Regions from separate parts of the Mus musculus genome. Here region 1 is linked to region 2. A link is a contact called in public promoter capture Hi-C data. All regions are on one chromosome and are shown on one strand. The core of a region is the stretch at or near the end of the contact, and the rest is flanking DNA. Distances in the headings are between cores, read along the strand shown.

Region 1 (3,586 bases), core at 916-3,415, 280 kb before region 2:
GACTCCTATAGACAGTCCTCTGACCTTCCATACATATGACACCATACACAAATGATCAATACATGTTTATGAGTATTTTGCCTACACGTACGTACATGCAGCACATGTGTGCAGTGCTTTCAGTGGCCAGAGAAGGGAATCCAGTCCCCTGGAACTGAAATTACTCAGTGTTAGTGAGCTGCCATGTGGGTGCTGGGAACTAAACCCAGGTCCTCTGCAAAGGCAGCAAATAATTCCTAGTCACCAGAGCATTCAGTGAACGTCAATTTTACAGTTTGTTTTTTTTATTACGTATTTTCCTCAATTACATTTCCAATGCTATCCCAAAAGTCCCCCACACTCTCCCCCGCCCCCCCCCCCACTCCCCTACCCACCCATTCCCATTTTTTGGCCCTGGCATTCCCCTGTACTGGGGCATATAAAGTTTGCCTGTCCAATGGGCATCTCTTTCCAGTGATGGCCGACTAGGCAATCTTTTGATACCAGTTTGTTTATTTTTAAGTGTGTGTGTGTGTGTGTGTGTTTGGTTTTGTGCAATGAGTGCAATACTGGCAGAGTCCAGAAGACAGCACTGGGTTCTCTGAAGTTGGAGTTACAGGCAGCTGTGAGTTGCCTGTTGTGGGTGCTGGGAACCGAACTTGGATCCTCAGGAAGAGCAAGCAGTCTGTGCTCTAAATGACAGAGCCATTTCTCCAGCCACTTACCAAGTTTTTAAACCAAAAAATATTTAGTTCTACTCAAGTTAGACTCAATAAAATGTGTTCAGGGTGGACAAGAGACATGGAAGAATGAAGAGAATTGTTTGGCCTGAGATTCTCTAAGAGTGGAATTTCTTTACTAAGATGGGGAAACAGGTATCAGGAAAGGAAGTTAAAAGTCTGGTTCCCAAAGGCGGCTTCCCTCTTCAAAATGCCTGTGCGTGCTCTAAAGCCAAGGCCACAGAATTGAGAAGCTGACCGTAAATTCCACACAGAGATACAAGGGACTCTTCTGCACAGCCAAAAAAACTCGTAAAAGGTGGCAAGGGAGGGGGTGGGGCGGGGTGACGTCAGAAATAAACAAACAACAACAACAACAACGACAAATAAGACACACTGTGGAGAGGAAACGGAAAGGTGTTGGGGTGGGGGGGAAGACCAAGGTAAAATAAGAAGGCAGCTCCCATTCAGGCGCGCTTAGCATTTCTGAATACCCCCCCTTCCTTTCTTTTTGGTGTTTGTTTTTTGAGAAAGAGTCTCCTGTAACCCAGGCTGGTTTCAAGCACACACTATGTAGCAAAGGCTGACCTTGAACCCTGGATCCTTCTCTGTCCACCTTCCAAATGCAGGGATTACTTTTCCCATACCGGTTCCACTCTACAGGGAGCTTTAAAGAATACGAAATGTCTCCTGCCTTCCTCACCCGGCTGGGCTGAACAGCTAAGGCAGAACAGCTGTTAGCCCTTGGGCTTGAAAGAGAAGCCTAGGGGAATACTCCAGACAACAGCAAGATGCAAAGGCCAGGGGGGCTGCTGAGACGCCTCAAGATCTCCTACATTACAGAGCTGGCTTTCCAAATCGGTACCCAGCTACTGGGCCAGAGACCCGGTCTTGGCAAAGTGACCAAAATATGTCATCCATCAATTCTACCTCCGATAGGGTGACTCTAAGACCAGGCTGACCAGCTGGGTTCTCTGAATGACAGGAAAAGGCAGAGCCCTTTCTCACCTGAAAGCAGCAGGACTCTAAAGACTTTAAAGTCAAAGACTTCTAAAACCGAAGTGAGGGAAGGACAGAGGGATGGGCAGACCTATTTCTCTTCCCCTCATTAAAGGGATTTTGGCACCTAGATGCCACCCGGGATAACCTTCAGCCCCTGGAACTCCAGAAAACCAGCATCCATTCCGAAGATCTGTCCCCTGGTTGCCCTAGGGCTGACTTGCTCGCCTGCAATCTGCAGCGCGCCCAGAACGCTGAGTGCTCACCCGGTTTGGTGCTCTGTCCGGTGCTGTCCCTGCGGTGTTGCGTCCCTGCAGTGCTAGATTCCCAACGTGCCGCGTCCTCGCTGTGCTCTATCCCTTAGGTACTCCCTTCCAAATGGAGCTCGGGACCCCGTGCGACTGGCCTTTTTTGGGTGCTTGGCGCTATTTTCCGTCTGGCCCCACATCACTTCCCGTAGAGGAGAGCGCGGTGGGGGCGGGTCCTGAGCGGCCTCCACCTCCGCCTCCTGTCACCTGCCCGCAGGCCCCCAGCCACAGAAACGACTGCTCGCCTCGCCTGGCACGGATCGGGTCTCCTCGCCCCTTCTGAAAGGTGTGAGAACCACAGAGGGTGGTTTTCCTTGAGACCAAGAGAGCCATTCACAAAAAGCTCAAATTGCCCCAGGATCCGGGTAAGGCGAGGCGTGCCCTGGAGACTCCAAAGGTCTGTCCTAAAAGCTTTTTCATGGCTGTGCATCCTCCCTGGAGACAGCTTGGGCATGGCCTACTGGGGTTCCTGGACTCGATGATGAGAAAAATAGGTAAGATTCAGTCAGAAGAAAATAAACACTATTCTGGAAGGCAATGGCCAGCGGAGTCTACATGCACACAGTCTAACTCGGATTACACTCACCCTGAAGTCCTAAAACACTGTTAGGGCAGGCAGTTACTGCACAGTAAGAGGGAAATTATGGGGTGGCATAACATGCTAAGACCCGGCAGGGTCCGGAGCAGCCTATGACCCTCTGCTGCCTCCTAGTGGCCTTCTACCGATGCCTAGGGTTTTCTGTGAGCAGTCTGGGTCTCAACCTGGGGATGGAGGACATTAGCCAAATCCGTCCAAAGGTGGTTCTGCGCTTCACACTGGCCTTTGGGCCTGCCCTGTTGCTTTCAGAATTCCACTTCCAAGACAAGCAAAATGCTGAGAAGGAAGACTGGGCTAAGTTCTGTCCATGCAGTTTCATTCATCCCTAGGGCCTGCCACCACAAACTCCGCGGTCCAGCTGTCCCACCCACCTGCACACCCAGTCACCCCTCCTGTCTGTAGCTACTAGGACTGCACCACAGTGCAGTTTCTCAATCTGTAGATGGCAGCTACTGGAGTCACCCACGCTTGTAAGCAACCCCAATAAACTGGACCGGTACAGAATCTTTTCTATCATTCCATCAGGGCTGAAGAGAAATACCCTCCCCAGGAAAAGCAAGGCAACCATCTTCCTTCAGGCACTAGCTCTTTTTTTTTTTTTCTTTTTGGTTTTTCGAGACAGGGTTTTTCTGTGTAGCCCTGGCTGTCCTGGAACTCACTCTGTAGACCAGGCTGGCCTTGAACTCAGAAATCCGTCTGCCTCTGCCTCCTCCCGAGTGCTGGGATTAAAGGCGTGTGCCGACGTCACCACCACCCGGCTCTGGCACTAGCTCTCAAGGAGCTATCACTAGAGGCCAAGACAGGTGGATTTCTGAGTTCGAGGCTAGCCTGGTCTACAGAGTGAGTTCCCAGACAGCGAGGGCTACACAGAGAAACCCTGTCTCAAAAAACCAAAAAAAAAAAAAAAAAAAAAAAAAGGTACCAGCTTTCAATACCATCACCCTGGAGACCAGGCATCCTACACATAAACCTGGAGGTGACGA
Region 2 (4,083 bases), core at 770-3,269:
GGGATCCGAACTCAGGTCCTGGAGCTCACAGGGAGGTATTCAACCACCAAGTTATCTCCTCAGACCCCACACACATTCATCTTAAAGGCTCTGCTGAGGCCACGACCAAACGTTCAAGATGTCAGAATCTGTCCACAGTATGCCCGGCATGACAGCTAGGAAGTGCCCAGTGCTTCCATATGCCAAGGAGACGCAGGACTCCTGAAACGAAGGTCCAATGATGCCTTGGGATTTTCTACTTGAATCTTAAAATTATTTACTTCAGTGGTTCTCGAAACCTTCCTAATGCTGTGACCCTTCAATACAGTTCCTCATGTTGTATGACTCCTGACTATAAAATGATTTAATTATGACTTCATAATTAATTGTGCTGCTGTTATGAATCAAAGTATAAATATCTGATATGGAAGACATCTGAAGTGTGTCTCCCAAGGGGTCACGACCCACAGGTTGAGAACCACTGGGTTTCTTTATGGAAGAAGAGCTAGCTGATATATTTGAATCAGAACTATTTAATGATACCCATTTCAGCCCAGGTCTCTTTCTCCTCTCCCCTCTCTGCCTTCAGCTCTACCCCTGCTCCCCTCTCCCTTCTCCTCCCCCTTCTCTTTCTCAGGGGATGAGGGGGGTCTCTAGTTTCTTAGGAGCTATCCATTTTTTATTTATTTATTTATTTATTTTATTATTTTTTTTTTTTTTGGTTTTTCGAGACAGGGTTTCTCTGTGTAGCCCTGGCTGTCCTGGAACTCACTCTATAGACCAGGCTGGCCTTAAACTCAGAAATCCACCTGCCTCTGCCTCCCAAGTGCTGGGATTAGAGGAGTGGGCCACCACTACCTGGCCCACATTATCTTTAAGACAGGGTCTCTCACTGTCCTGGATCTCACTGAGTAGGCTGGTTGGGTAGCTAGTGACCCACCCCACCCCCACCCCGGGGGTCCCCCCTCCCTACCTCCCCACAGCACAGCACGGGGCTTGCAAGTTTGCGCCACCATGACTGGCTTGTTAAAAACAAACAAACAAACCACGGGTTCTGGGGATTTAACTTAGGTCCTTTACAGACTGAGCTATCTCCCAAGCAGATGTACACACACACACACACACACACACACACACTCACACACACTCACACACACTGACACACTCTTCCTTCCTCCCTTTCTCTCTTTCTTCTCCCTCCCCTTCTTCTGTTTCTTTAACATGTGAGAAGAAATCAAAGCCTAGGATCATTTAGGGGAATTTTCACTTTGGATCCTCTTTCTGTCTCCTAGACTGTCTTTGGGTAGTATCCCAGTCATGGGCCTGCTGGCCTAAGGTCTTTTCTTTCTTTCTCTCTTCCTTCCTTCCTTCCTTCCTTCCTTCCTTCCTTCCTTCCTTCCTTTCTTGCTCTTTCTTTCTTTCTTTCTTTCTTTCTTTCTTTCTTTCTTTCTTTCTTTCCTTCCTTCCTTCCTTCCTTCCTTCCTTCCTTCCTTCCTTCTTTCTTTCTTTCTTTCTTTCTTTCTTTCTTTCTTTCTTTTTTTCTTTCTTCCTTTCTTTTCCCTGCCCTGATCCCTCTCCACACTATTGACCTGGCTCACAGTAACCTGAGACAACTAGAAACCACTCTTTTCTGAGCCTCTCTAGCTTAGCTGCTGCCAGAGATCTAAGGTTGCAAAATTGTATCTGCTCCCCCCCCCCTCCGCCCCCAAGCAGCAATTAGGCAATTGACAAGCTCGGTGGCCATTTGTACCTTCTGAACAGCGTGCAAATGGCTGATGGTGGGTACTATGTAACAACAGCACATGTTCATCCCTGACCGTTAGCGCTTTCCAGAAACCAGACGACGGGCCAAAGACCATGCTGATGCCCTCGGAGTCAGCAAAGGGAGAGATGGCGCACGGTGCAGCCACCCCCTGGGAGCATGAGCAGCAGTATTTCTAAGATTAATCTGTTGGCAGCTGGTAAGTAGGTGAGTTCCCTGCAGCCTTTGAAAGCAGAGGGGATTGATTCGCAAACGACCGCCCACGCTTCCGGGCAAACATGAGTCCGTGGCGCCATCTTCTGGCAGAAATGACCTCAAGGAGTGGCTGAGGACAACAACAGACATTTTATTGGAGGTGTCAGAAGATTCTGAGCTAGGAGAAATCACAGGACTGGTTTTGATCTGGCCCTTTGGGCGCAGACGGGAGTCAGGGGTAGAGCAGAGATAGAAACTCAGCGGATGAACCGATTGACACCCGTTGATTCTTTCAGCTGAGCCCAGCCAAGCACAGTATATGCTCATACCCTCCATGTGAAAAGTGAAATCAGACAGGCTCAAGAGATGGCTAATTACATGTCCCAGTGGCCTTTCATACACACAAATGACACTTGTAACAGAAACTCAACCTAGGCTCCACAGTGTCTGGGAAAATACCGCCACTCTACCCTGCTCCTGTCTCCAGAGCTCCTGAATGGTCACAGGCCCAGTTATTTGGAGAGAGGACCGCGGAGGGGGCCCCCAGAGAGCAGGGGCATGGAGCCCTAAGAAGGCAAGTGGCTCACAAGCAGTCAGTCAGTAAACAACATTCACCAGACACTTTGTTCTCGAGTTTTTCTCACAAATGCCAGACCAGTGTCTTATTTGGAAAAAATAACTCCTTTGTTATGAAACACAGTGGGGGAGACACTTATTAAGTATAATAGATTGGGCTGGTGAGGGGGCTCAGGGAGTAAGGCTGTTTGACTCCAAGCATGGACCTGGATTTGATCCTAACGAACCACAGACTTCTGAAAGTTGTCCTCTGCCCCCACACACATGCCATGGCACATGCGTGCACACACACAGAGAGAAGTAGAATACACATATATGCCTGCATAGTAGATTACCACAGAAGGGGACACAGGCATCATTTCCCAAGCATCTCTCTCTTGTATACTTGTAACATGCCTGCCACATGTTACACTATTACATATAAATACATTATCCTCTCCGGGTCCTAACCCAGTGGGAGGAGGTCCAGAAATCTCACTCAGAGACTGCTTACCTTTTTTTGGTTTTGTTTGTTTGTTTGTTTTGCTTTGTTGTTTTGTTTTGTTTTCGAGACAGAGTTTCTCGATGTAACAGTCCTGGCTGTCCTGGAAATTGCTCTGTAGACCAGGCTGACCTCCAGCTCACAGAGCTTCTGTCTTCCAAGTGCTGGGATCGAAGGTGTGCACCACCACCGCCCAGATAGGTTATCTGTCTTTTGTATGGTCCTATAATTAAAGTTATTCTTTTGGTGACTCAGTTTGTTATACAACTGCAGCCCATGGTCCTTTTTTTTTTTTTTTTTTTTTTTTTTTAATTAATCTGGAATTTCATTCCATTCTTTTTTTTTTTTTAAAGATTTATTTATTTATTATATGTAAGTACACTGTAGCTGTCTTCAGACACACCAGAAGAGGGAGTCAGATCTCGTGATCAGATGGTTGTGAGCCACCATGTGGTTGCTGGGATTTGAACTCCTGACCTTCGGAAGAGCAGTTGGGTGCTCTTACCCACTGAGCCATCTCACCGCAGCCCATGGTCCTAATGGGTCACTTCCTGGGCCTGTTTGTCTTCTACAGAGAGGTGGCCATGTTCCTCTTGCTCTCTTCCCCTTAACTCGCCTTGGTTTTCTCCATATCTCCTGCCTGGAGGTTCTGTTCCCACCATGCAGCGTCCATCCCTGGTCACAAGTACAACCTGTTGAGAGCTCGGCTGTGGGAAATGTTCTTTCTTCTATACCCAGGTGCTGCCAGGGTCAGCCCTGGCCTCTACCAGAGAGCAGTCACTCAAAGAGAACTTTTGTGGCTTATCCCTGACTGTCCCAATGGGCACATGGGCCTGGTTTATACCTGGCTCTTCAGAGGATACTGTGAACATCTGCAGTTATTGGGTAACTCTGTATTGGTCCCTGCAGATCTGTCCCATCACCCATCTCATCCATAACACAAGGGATGTGGACCCTCTGACCTCAGTGGTCCTTTGAGGCTCTGATGCAAGCCCTTAGTTCTGAGCGCCTACGCTGGTGTCTCTGAGGAGAGCAGAAACTTTTCCAGTCACATCTGTGCCTCCTTTGCATGCTAATCTTTTCCTTCCTG

What was found. Promoter capture Hi-C pulls out the DNA fragments that hold promoters and counts their contacts.
Region 1: a contact with region 2 is called in a promoter capture Hi-C map of hippocampal neurons, with 4 times the contacts expected there. The contact joins the promoter of Rab27a here to the enhancer-like site in region 2. A contact is called at or near these places in 12 of 39 promoter capture datasets (the 3T3-L1 cell line, the C10 cell line, cranial neural crest and 7 more), 6 of 484 Hi-C or Micro-C datasets (the G1E-ER4 cell line, the N1E-115 cell line, cerebellum and 3 more), 7 of 115 datasets of contacts at active chromatin or transcription factors (the SCID.adh cell line, embryonic basal ganglia, embryonic limb bud and 4 more) and 3 of 9 other capture datasets (embryonic stem cells, liver and pancreatic islet).

The regions. Positions count from the first base shown.
Region 1 is chr9:73,043,389-73,046,974 of GRCm38.p6, reverse strand. Rab27a (RAB27A, member RAS oncogene family) reads right to left here and starts at 2,165. Exons shown (of 6, transcript NM_023635.6): 1 at 1,964-2,165.
Region 2 is chr9:72,764,822-72,768,904 of GRCm38.p6, reverse strand. No RefSeq gene overlaps it. Among named protein-coding and RNA genes, the nearest start is that of Gm27204, 13 kb to the left of the region's middle. Within about 2 kb of position 2,019, at least 72 of the 459 cell types and tissues checked have an H3K27ac peak or open chromatin away from gene starts, as enhancers often do. A contact at or near this core is called in the G1E-ER4 cell line, the N1E-115 cell line, the SCID.adh cell line and 5 more, where this site is marked.